Linked DNA regions of Mus musculus: region 1 is linked to region 2. The links are chromatin contacts, called in public HiChIP or PLAC-seq maps. All regions are on one chromosome and are shown on one strand. Each heading gives the region's core, a stretch centred on a gene start, on an enhancer-like site or on the middle of the called end of the contact. The rest is flanking DNA. Distances are from core to core; before and after follow the strand shown. Region 1 overlaps Gm13791 (a long non-coding RNA gene). Region 2 holds the start of Trp53i11 (transformation related protein 53 inducible protein 11).

Region 1 (5,458 bases), core at 2,243-4,742, 300 kb before region 2:
TGCAGAAGAATTAGATGCCACGGATCGAGGCACGGGTCAGGCAGACTCATCATCCTTGGCTGCCTTGCAGATGAGACTGGAGGTGAGTAGTACATGTACCCCTACATCACTGATGCCAAGAAAAGGGGAAGAAGCCTTCACTGACTGAGCAACCCTAGAAGTAGGAGTTTACTGGAATTAGATTTTATGTGTTCAGGTGGCATGTCCTCTCCTGGGACATGCCACCTGAACACGTCCCCATGGAGAGAAATTGATGGACTTTAAAAACCTCTCCACACTAACCATAAGAAGACACAACGCTCCTCTCATAGAATTATCAGCCAACACAGAATGACTGCTCCTATAAAGTAAAGATCACTCACGGGCCATCTTCCAGTCTAATATAGTACAGTTGGTGCATCCCGAGGCCCTTGGCTGCACACAGCAGAGGCTCCACCAGCAAGCTCACACTGAAGGGGACCTGGTGGGGTTTAACTTATGGATTCTGGGAGGACCAGGGAAACAAGCAGACCCAAGATAGCTTTGGGCAGCTGAGTCTAGCTTGTTCTTCACCTGTCCCAGGTCCCTAAAGGACTTTTCTCTTGGAAGTCCCCTGCTTCTGACCCATTTTCTTACTGCTGCAACCGACTACCTGACGGAAACAGCTTGCGATTAGAGAAGTGCATCATGGCTGGGGAAGGCATGATAACTTTAAAAGCTAGGACGTGTTCACATTCTGTTGACACGGGGAACAGGGAACTCTGGGCCAGATTCAAAGGCTCACATTTATGGCCCCTGTCCTCCAGGCAGACCCCATGTCCCAAAAGTTCCATAACCTCCCAGAGCAGCTAGGGACCAAGCCCATGAGCCTGGGGGGGGGGGGCATTTCAAACCCAAACCATAATGGGACTGAATGTTTAGGGTTCCTCCCAATCTCCCCAGCAAGCCCAACACATCTGCCGTGATGTCTCCCAGAAACCGCCGTGAATGGGGATTGATGGAAACTATGTCATAGCACACCTGGCTGCCAGGAAGGAGGGGGAGGCACCTGACCTCAGCGCTCCCATGTCTGTGCTGCAGGAAGACGTTTAGAAGAGAGGTGGAAAGATGTGAATGGAGCCATCTGTACATCAGCATTCGATTCTGTAGACAAGCATTTAGATATAGAGGGACTCCAGAGCTGCCTGCTCAAAGAACCTCGGTTAGAAACGAACTCTACTTGTTTAGAGGCTCCCAGATTCATTTCCTTGTTTCTCTGTGCTATAGTGCTAGTTTTTTAACCTAACACAATGCAGAATTATCTGGGAAGAGAGTCTTAGTGAAGGATTGTCTAGATTAGGTTGGTGTGTGTGTGTGTGCATGCACGCACCTGTGCATGTGTGTACATGCATAAATGTTTTTGTGTGTTGTTGTGTTTTATAAAACATACAGTGGTGTGGTGAAATGAAGTGCCTGGGCGGGCCCATGCCAAAGTGTTCCCTCTGAAGAGTCAGACACAGGACAGGCTTAATATAAAAGGGAATTTATATGGGACCTGGGGAAAGGGGGTTGAGGCAGAGAATGGGGGACAGGGAAGGACTGAAAAAGAGAGGAGAGAGAAAGAAGGGAAGAGGCCATCCAGGGACACATAGGGAGAAAGAGAGAGAATAGGTAGAGAGAGAGAATAGGTAGGGGGGCGGGGGAGAAGATGGAGAGAGAAAGAAGCCTGAACAGCCCTTGTATGCCTGGCTCCAAGCTTATATACCTGGCTGTTGCTAGGTAACTGTGGGGCGGAGCCTAGAGGAAATGCTAACATCTGGGAGGGATTGTCTTGATTTCAGGAGTTGGTGTGGGACAGATCCAGCTTACTGTGGGTGGCACCATTCCCTAGGCAGGGGGCCCTAAGTTGTATAAGCATAAGAAGGAGCTGAACATGGACAAGCAGACATGCATCACGCTCTCTCTGCTCTTGACTGTGAAGATGACTCAAGTTCCTGCCTTGACTTCCCTGGTATTATGGTCTACAACTTGGAATTGTGAGCTAAAACTCTACCTCTTCTCCTTTAAGTGGCATTTTAAGGGTACTTTATGACAACAGAAACTAGACCTGAGTACTAAATACCCCGTGTCTGTGGCTGCTGCCTCTTCATGCAAAATGTATTGAAAGCCCAGAAGGGTACCGACCTTTGCTAAGGATTTCCCACAGGTCAGGTGCCTTGCCACATTTAGTCTTGAAACGTCTGTGAGGTGGATGCTTTCTATGCCCAATTCACAGATAAGAACACAGGCTGTGCACAGCCGCCCTAAGACCAGATTCACCCAAGGAGTTTTAAGGTGGTGGCCTCAGGCCCTCCATCACCATTCCTGATATGCGGAACAACTCTGTGACCCACAGCATGTCATGGAAAAGAAAGCATGGTCTTTTGACTGCTGAATATTGTCCTTTCTTTGGCTTTATTCTGCTTCAGTGGGTGGCTTTTTGTGTGTTCTTAACAGAGTACAAAACAGACAAGGGAAAATGATGAGGTGCCATTTATCATCTTGCCCACCAGGGGGCAGCAAGAGGCCACATGAGCAGAGCCTCGACTCGCTGATTCTTAGCTTTGCTGAACAGGATGGAAGTTTGAGAGGAAGAACACCCCTTATTTCCAACATCCTTATTTTTCTAATAAAACAAAACAAAACCAGAATACCACAGGATCAGGTTTCTTCCCTAGAGCCAGTTATAGGGAACCATGAAATCAACAAATGTTAATTAGATATTCGTTAAGCCAATTCCAGCTCAGATGTGGTTGCCCCCAACAGAGCTTGCAGTCTGGTAAAGTGCAGGAACAATGGGAAGTGACTGTGGGGAGGGCTGCGGAGAGGAGAGGGCAGGAAGAAGCTTGAGCACTAGCGATTTCCGCACCCCCTACCCCCACCCCAGCCAGGCCAAAGGATGAAAGGTACCTAGGCTTTCCAGCAGCTGGGACAAGAACTCCAAAAGGAAGAGTGTGAGGGGCTAGATCGAGACTGAGAAAGATGCTTAAGGAGCCAGAGGCAGGGTAACTGCGGTGCCTGGAACGCGGTCTTATACGTCTGAACGGGGACATGATCTCTCAGCATCCTCACCACGAGCCTGAGTTTGTTCACGCCTATTACTACTTAAAGCCCTGGAGGTTAAAACGATTTAGCAAAGGCTATAGGGTCCTGAAAGGCCCTAGTGGGGACTTGAATTTGAGTCTGTCAGCTTGTCCTTACTATCCCAACAAGGGCAGAGCTAAGACTAAAAGCCCAAGATCCTGTGTGAGGGTCACTTCTCACTGGGAGCTTGGCAGAGTTCCTTCCTTGCCTCTTGGCAGCCGGTAGATCCTGTACAGAAATTCCAGTCGCTGCAGGCTCCTCCCCCTCCATCTCCACTCACTGCTGGCTCCTCTCCCTCCTATCTCCAGTCACTGCAGGCTCCTCCCTCTCCATCTCCAGTCACTGCAGGCTCCTCCCCCTCCATCTCCAGTCACTGCTGGCTCCTCTCCCTCCATCTCCAGTCACTGTTGGCTCCTCCCTCTCCATCTCCAGTCACTGCTGGCTCCTCCCTCTCCATCTCCAGTCACTGCAGGCTCCTCTCCCTCCATCTCCAGTCACTGCTGGCTCCTCCCCCTCTATCTCCAGTCACTGCTGGCTCCTCCCTCTCCATCTTCCAGGACCACTTGCCTCTTCTATGGCTTTTGTAAGGATACTTGTCACAGGGTCCACCTAGATAACCCAATGTAATCTGCATGTAAGATGCTTAACTACAGTACAAAGACCCTTTCTCTGAGTGCCACTGTCTCTCATGACCTGGGGTGGGTGTGTTCCCAGGAACCCTCAGATACGAAAATCTGAGACACACAAGCTCCTTGTAAAAGAGCTGCATGTGACCCCCAAACACCCTACCTCCTGCATACTTTAAAACAGATTTGCTATGATCCTTATTGTAATGTTTAATAATGGCAGAATAAAAGCTGCTGCATGCTTGGTTCGCTACAAGCCCAAATCTTTTCTTTCTTTCCTTTTTTCTTTTCTTTTCTTTTTTTTGTTATTTATTTGTTTGTTTGTTTATTTATTTATTTATAATTTTCAGTCTGTTTCTGTTGAGTCTCCAAAATGTCTGGATTATACAGGGAAGAACCTCTGAGGGAAGGGCAGCCCAGGCCCTGGGCTGGAAAGTTCTGGGGTTGGGGCAGGGTACGGACTGCCAATGCTGGCATAACTTGGAGGTCTGGTCTGCTTTCATATGTAAAATATTCACCTCAGTCCCTTGTCCCAGGTCCAAAACCAATGGCAGCCACCATTCATCTCACTGTGACATCAATACGAGCCCATTACCTGGGTAGCACTAGGTCAGGCGCATAGCCATGAGCAGATGCCACCGATCCAGAGGCTGCACCTGAGATCCAGCTTTGGGAACTTCCATGACATGAGAACAAGAACCAGGTAGGAACATTGGTCACCCTTTCTCCACAGGTCCCCACGGTGGGTACCCTGACCTGTTGGGCTGCATTTCCCAGCTTGACCAAACTTGTTCCAGCTTCAAGATGTGCCACATTCTTGCTCTGCCTCAAACAAGTTTTGTACAGAAACCAGAAGCTCCAGTAAAGCCTTGACTCGTTCCATCAAAAGCAGGCTCAGGCTGGCTACTGGTGGAAGGTGCTGGAAACAAGCTGTAAGGGAGCCCACCTGGGAAGAGGAGGCGCCGGCTCCCAGAGGCATCTTGCTGGACCTCAAGCCAAAGCCAGCTTGGCCTCAGCCATGATGTTAGCATCAGATTTCAAAGGCGAGGCAGTTTTTCTGGATGAGCTGGGTATGTACAACGTCCAGGGCACAGATATCTGGTCGGAGGCAGAATAGAAAAGAGAATAGACTGAGCTGAGCGATGAGTGTAAGAAGGCTAAGAAAGTCCAAATGAACAGTGGGGGAAGAGCTGAGAAGGCTCATGGAAGGCAAAGGAGGATGAGGGAACAGAGGGGGCTGTGGGAAACAGAGGCTATGAAGGCAGAGGGAGCCTGAGTAGGCCAAGGGGGACCAAGTGAGATTGAGAAGGCTGAGAGGCCAAGAGTGATGGAGGGCATGAGGGAGGATGAAGAGGCCAAGTGTGATAGATGACAGAGGATGAGGAAGTCAAGGGAGGCTAAGGACACTAAGGGAGAATGAGGGAGGCTGAAAAGAATGAGGGAGAGAGAGGGAAGGAAGAGGGAAAGGGAGAGGAGAGGACTGAGGGAGGTTGAAGGCAGATGAGCTGAGTCAGGAGGCTGATGAAGACAGAGAAGGAGTTGGTGGGACTGGGGAGACTGTGAACAAATTCCTTTGGGAATTTGTTGGGAAATTCCTTTCTTCCTGAAAGGAAACTGAATCTGCACACTGATTGGCAGATTAGAATTTCCATAATGTAGAGATTGGAAGGGTGTGTGTCCAAAGATTAATTAGCTTATCTTGGGCTTGAACAGCCATTCCTTGACATTTCCCAAACCTGGTGTAGAAACTT
Region 2 (5,869 bases), core at 950-3,449:
GAGGTGTGACCTTGTTGGAATAGGTGTGTTCCTGTTGATGTGGCTTAAGGCCCTCACCCTAGCTGCCTGGAAGCCAGTATTCTGCTAGCAGCCTTCAGATGAAGATGTAGAACTCTCAGCTCCTCCTGCATCATGCCTGCCTGGATGCTGCCATTTTCCCACCTTGATGATACTGAACCTGTAAGCCAGTCCCAGTTAAATGTTGTCCTTATAAGAGTTGCCTTGATCATAGTGTCTGTTCACAGCAGTTAAACCCTAACTAAGACACTTTCTTTGCAAAGCATATGGGGCTCTCACTTCCTGATAAGACAGGCATGGAATCTCCAGAACACAGATGCCCAGAGCTTATAGCTCTGTCTACACCGAGCATCACTGAAAGTGTAAGTCCTAACACTGGTGACCCTGTTTGGTTCCACTTGCTTGCTGCTAATGAAAGTGAGATCATTACTTCTAACATAGCCTCTTCTTTGAGAAACCTTGGGCCATTGCCATTAGGCACTGCTTCTGGAATTCTGCCTTCAGGTCCTGCTTCTGGTAGAACACTGGGAGGTGTTTCTAAGCTGGGAGGTGCTCAGGGATGACACTGTTCCAGTGACACAGCCCAGAGCCCTGCATGCCAATAGTGCAACAAAGAATCCATTATCCCATCACTGTCCTGAGGTGAGACTCTGAAGCAAGCCACAATGAAGCTCCTGGTCAGGGACAGGTGGCTTGGATGTGCACTTCACTCCACACACCTCCAGGCAGGCCTGATCCAGAGCTACAGACATGACGGCTGAGTGATTCATTCATTACTGGTCATCACTAGCCAGGTGTTCAGCAAAAGCGGGTGGCACTGTGGGAAGGGAGTTTAGTTGCCTTGGTAATCAGGAGGCTAACAGCCACTGAGAGCTGACTTGCTATGCACCAGACACTCTTCTGTTTACTTCCTTGCAAAGGGCACAGCCCCTCCTGTCCAGCCCCAGCCACTGGGAGGGCCATGGAGCCTACCTGGTATGTTAGCACCTCACACATGATCAGGTTTGGTTAACATGGCCTGCAGCTGTAACTGGAATCTCAGCAACAGCCACAAGGTACTTCCTGCTATAAGGTCACACCCCTTTGTAGGTAAGGAGGCAAGACTTGGAGAGGTTAGGAAACTTGCTTGCCTAGGGCTAAGCTAAACAACAGAGCCAGGATTTGAACCCAGGTATTCTAGTTCTGTAGCCTGGAGCAGAAAAGCAAAACTTAACTCTGGAGCCAGAGGCACACCTAGTTGAGTTATAGTGAGGGGCAGCTACTCTCCATCTCTGCCCCAGTTCTTTACCTTCAACCTTGCTTCTCTCAGTCCCCACCCTCCCTCAAGCCTTTACTATATCAGTCCAGAAGACAAGATCCAGAGGTTTCTTTCAGCAGGAAGCAGGGCCCTGGGCAAAAATCAACTGCTATAAAGGGTTTCTCAGGGAGTCCAGAGCCAGGCATGGGACAGGTTGTAGGTGCTGGTCTTTTTAGTTTGAGAGACTTCTCAAGACTCACCTGGGACTCTCTCTTGGCATGAGCTGTTTGCTTCCACCAACAAATACTCTGAAGCCACAGATAAGATCCAACCTTGCCACACGCAGCACATAGCACAGCAACTGCAGTAGAAGTCTCAGCGGGTAAGAGTTCTTGTCATTTGGGATTCACACCAAACTGGGGAGATGGGTGACCTGGGTGACAGAACACTCATTCACCAATTATCTTAAGGCCTTGGCTATGTATTAATGACTCGAAGTTTTGTGAACTGGGACTAGTCCTATTGGACTGCTGGGAACGCTAAGGTTTTATTTTTGAAAGTGGTTTAGCAAACGATGAATTGTAAATTGCTTTTAACCGTGTTGTTTCACCCGTGGGGGACCCTAACAGTCATAGCAGGTGCCTTCCTTCCACCCTAGACACCGGCCTAGGCCTGAGAATGGATGTTTCATAAACCCGTAGGGGTATGTTTGCAGTCCGGGAGAAAGGGGCGCTGTCTTCAGAACTTCCGAGAAAGTCCTGGGTGGCACAGCGGCAGGTTGTCCCCGTCCGGGGATCCCCCTAGCCAAGCGAGGGTGCGCCCTCCGCAGGCGGCTCCCGGTAGGCCCTCCGTTTCAGCTCTGGGTCTCCCCCCCAACCCCTCTGTGCCCGCCCCGGCCACCTCGGGGGCGAGGCAGCCCAGCGCGTGGGAGGGGACGGCGCGCCATTGGCTTGTGCGCGGCACTAGAGGAGGGACCAGTGCGGGCCGCCAGACTCGGGCGAGCCCAGCAGCGCCAGGAGTCCAGCTTGCCCTGCCCTGCCCTGCCCTGCCTGCCTAGCGCGGCGCCGCGATGTGAGACTCCCCGGGCCGGAGCGTCCGCAGGGCACGCCAGCTCCGCGAGCGCAGCACCCCGCGCGCCAGGAACGTAAGTCTGCTGCCGGCAGCCGCTAGCCTCACACTTCACCGCCGTTGCCACCGCGCTGGCCGCTGCCTGCGCAGCGCAGCCCGGGGACGCCGGGGGGCCTTAGGGACCGCTGGGGGCATCGAGCACCCTGCGAACGACAGCCGGGCGCCAGGACAGCTTGGCACTTGCGGGGCGGCGGGCGCCCGAGACCCCCGCTGAGCTCCTACTGGCACTGTCCTCTGTCCTTTTCGTTTGTCCCCTTGCACTGACTCGGTTTCCCTTTCTCCCCCAGCTCTCTTCTCCGCCACCTCCTTCCCCAGGGGCTGTTTATTTCGCTCTCGGCCTCCTCCAGGGCTTTATCTCTTTGATTCGGAGCTAGTGAGAGCGGAGAGTAAAGCAGTTTCTTTTATCCCGGGGTCTCTGTCTTCAGCGCTTGGTTCTCGGTCCCCTCCCCCTTTCTCGCCACCGCCCCCCCTCCTCCCGCCTTTGTTTCCCGGCGGGAGGATTGCGCGGTGTAAACTTGCGAGTTTCCGGGTCCTCGCCCCCACGGGTACGCGGGCGGAGAAGGTGGAGGGGTTCCCGCTGTCCAGTGGTCTGGCCGGACCTTTTGTGTGGGTGCCGGGGACTGGAGGAGTCGCGGACTCTCGCTTCACAAAGTGGGGGAGTGTCCTCGGCGCGGAGATGAAGATAGATCAGAGGGGGAAGGGGCAAAGCCGGCGACACTCCTGAGTCCCTGCTGGAGAGGAGCGGGCAGAAAAGTGTTTGGGCCTGACCCCAGTCGGGGGTGGTGGTGTCAGGAGGGTATTGCAGGTGGACCCGGGCGACTCTCTCTCCCAAACCGCGCAGACAGCTGTAAAGTGTAGCGCCATTGCCTGGCGCAGGATGGATTGGGGTCCCGTGTAGTGCGCAGAAAATATTACGCGCACCATCCTCGGGGCACAGCGAGGCCAGCCGCTCGCTTCGGCTCCCCTTTCGTCGCCTTCTTGCATCCTGGATGGAGCGGGCTTCTCCTCCTGCCTGTGAGGTGGAGGAGCAGGGATAGGCCCAGGACCCACTCCCACTTTGACCCAAAGCTTTACAAGCACACGGCCAAGGCCTCCTCAAAGTCCCCCAGCACGGACTTCCTGTTTCGTTTCTTTTAGAAAAACTTTCTGGATGGGGCCTGGAGAGAGTGTAGAAGTCCCTGGGTTGCAGGGACACCCACCCAGCTGTGTCTCCCGTCTGGAGGCTCCTGGAGAAAGGCCGCCACCTGCCGCCGGCGGGATTGGTGGGCTCCTGGAAGAATCCGGAAGAACACCACCCGCCCCTTAGTGGCAGCCTCTGGCTCAGTCCGAGGCTAAAAAAAATACTATTTTCCTGTAGGATCTTTGGAAAGTCAGAATATACTTCGGGTTTCTGTTGTCACCTTCGTACAGACAGAGCGCTCTCCTAGAGTCCCCTCTGGCCTTCGTGTCTTAGGTGCCCTCTGCCTTAGCTTCTCTTCTTCTGGACTCTCAGGTATGTCTGCCTTCACTTGCTGTTCCTGGCTTTGATTTTTCTGGGTCCAGGACCTCTGCCGCTCCTATCACCTCAACTCACAGCCTGGACTTGTGACAGCCCCCTCTGCTGGAGACAGAGGCTGCCGGCTAGGGGCAGGGTCTTCACGAATTATTCTTGGCTTTTCTGTGTGTTCACTTACTGCTCCAAGTATCAGTGAGTGAGCCACAGAAGAGTGATGTCGCAGTGGCCAGCACGGGTCCCACAGGTCCCTGCACACCTGTGGAAGCTGTCAAGACTCTAGATAGTGCTGTGTCTTAAGCAAGATCAGATAAATAAATAATACATAAGTCGATTGGGCCACATGCCGTGCCTTGGCGTTTTTTCTCAATACCCAGAAGGCTGAGGCAGGAAGAGTCTGAATTACAGACCAGTTTGGACTATTTAGGAAGACCCCGTCTCAGAAAGAAAGCCAGAGTCAGGGGAACATGGAGAGTGTTGGGGTGTTGAGGCCATTTTTAAGGAGTGGTCAGTGCTGCTTTCTGGGTCCTGCAGAATAGCCTGTGCAAAGAGCCAGAGGCGCAGCACTGCGCTGATCCTGTGGAGTGGGGTGAGGAAGAGACAGGAGGCACTGGTGAGACAGGATGGGGACCCCCACATCTCACAGGTGATATTAAGAGAGGATCTGTAAACCAGCATCTTACAGCCCCCCCCCCCCAGTTAGGAGGGGCAGCCACGGGGTGCCATTTTGTTCTGAATCCAGGTGGGAAGGCCTCATCCCCAGTAGCATTCTCTGTGTCCCTATCACAGCCACAGTAGACAGGGACAGGAGGACAGCCGCTCAGGCCAAGTGCTCTGGAAATCCCCTGTCTCCCAAGACCCTCATGCTTCTTCATGCCTGCCTGGGTCAGTGTGCTGGTCATGACCCAGAGTCACCTTGATTCTGCCTCACCCCACTTCCTCCTGATACTACCCTCTTTGGAACACTCTATTTGCGTGGGCATGAATTCCTGGAAGGGGTTCTGCTCCGAAACTGCTTTAGTAAAGGGGGTGGGGGGACTGGGGCCCAGGTGTTTGAGTCTGTCGGTCTAAACAGCAGCCTTGTTGATCACTGGCTACAAAAACACAAACTATTCTGGATGTTTGTAGACGACTTCTCTTCAGGGGGAAGTGTCATTATGCCCATTTAACAGATGGGGAACTTTGAGGCCCAGAGAGGCAGGCCTGTCTTCCGACACCATGCATAGGATATAGGGGTAGAGGATGTGAGTGAGCTTGGAGTTTTGAGTGACTTGCCTTGTTAATCACTTAGCCAGAGACTAAGTATGAAGAGGGAGATCTCAGCCTTGGACTCTGATCCCTGCCCAGGGGAAAGCATGGCTTCAGATCATCTAGTCTGAAGACATTGTGTTAAGCTTGTCTTCAGGGAAGACACCCCCCCACCACCCCCGCCTCCACCCCCAACCCCCATTGCCCCTTCTGTTTTGTTGAGTAGCAAGGGAGAGGTCTGGGGAGGAATGACAATAGTTGAGGGGAACTGCTGCCTATTCACAGGAGAGCCCTGGCCCTGTGGGAACCAGAAGCTAATGGATGACAGGGCCAGCTGCCCTTGAGGGCACTGACTCTCGGTCACCAGGCCCCAGGGAGGCTGGCCCACTCAGGGTTGAAAAGGACAGGAATTCTCCATGCTGTGCCTTGCCTTTTGCAAGCGACAGAAGGACAGGAAAGGCCTTGTCGGTGACTTCTGAGAGGCTGCCTGAGAAGCTGGCCTTGGCTTACACGGGGCAGCAGCCTCAGCCCTCTGGGTGAAGCCAAGCCCTGCTCCCCGAAGGCAGGGGTGTGGCTCCCACCCTCTCTCACACAGCTACCATTGGGGTTTTTTTTTTTTGTTTTTTTGTTTTTTTTTTTTTTGTCCCCTAAGCTCTGAAGATATATGTGATGAGAGTCAGGGCTTTCCCCCATCCCTCTGGAAGTCAGCCACCTTCCAAAGACAGAGAAAGGAAAGAAGATAGAAA

The links. HiChIP or PLAC-seq counts read pairs in DNA pulled down with a chosen protein or histone mark.
Region 1: an H3K27ac HiChIP or PLAC-seq map of differentiating embryonic stem cells shows a contact between it and region 2, with 4 times the contacts expected there. The contact joins the enhancer-like site here to the promoter of Trp53i11 in region 2. A contact is called at or near these places in 17 of 39 promoter capture datasets (the 3T3-L1 cell line, 3T3-L1-derived adipocytes, the HPC-7 cell line and 11 more), 2 of 15 datasets of contacts at CTCF or cohesin (embryonic stem cells and stem cell-derived epiblast-like cells), 60 of 484 Hi-C or Micro-C datasets (the Ba/F3 cell line, the C2C12 cell line, ECoMG myeloid progenitors and 28 more), 24 of 115 datasets of contacts at active chromatin or transcription factors (the SCID.adh cell line, SST interneurons, T-cell acute lymphoblastic leukemia and 15 more) and 2 of 9 other capture datasets (adipose tissue and embryonic stem cells).

What each region holds. Positions count from the first base shown.
Region 1 is chr2:92,880,684-92,886,141 of GRCm38.p6, forward strand. All of the region lies in intron 2 of Gm13791 (a long non-coding RNA gene), which reads right to left. Among named protein-coding and RNA genes, the nearest start is that of Syt13, 32 kb to the right of the region's middle. Within about 2 kb of position 3,493, at least 37 of the 459 cell types and tissues checked have an H3K27ac peak or open chromatin away from gene starts, as enhancers often do. A contact at or near this core is called in craniofacial prominence, differentiating embryonic stem cells and embryonic heart, where this site is marked.
Region 2 is chr2:93,185,349-93,191,217 of GRCm38.p6, forward strand. Trp53i11 (transformation related protein 53 inducible protein 11) reads left to right here and starts at 2,200. Exons shown (of 8, transcript NM_001025246.2): 1 at 2,200-2,399.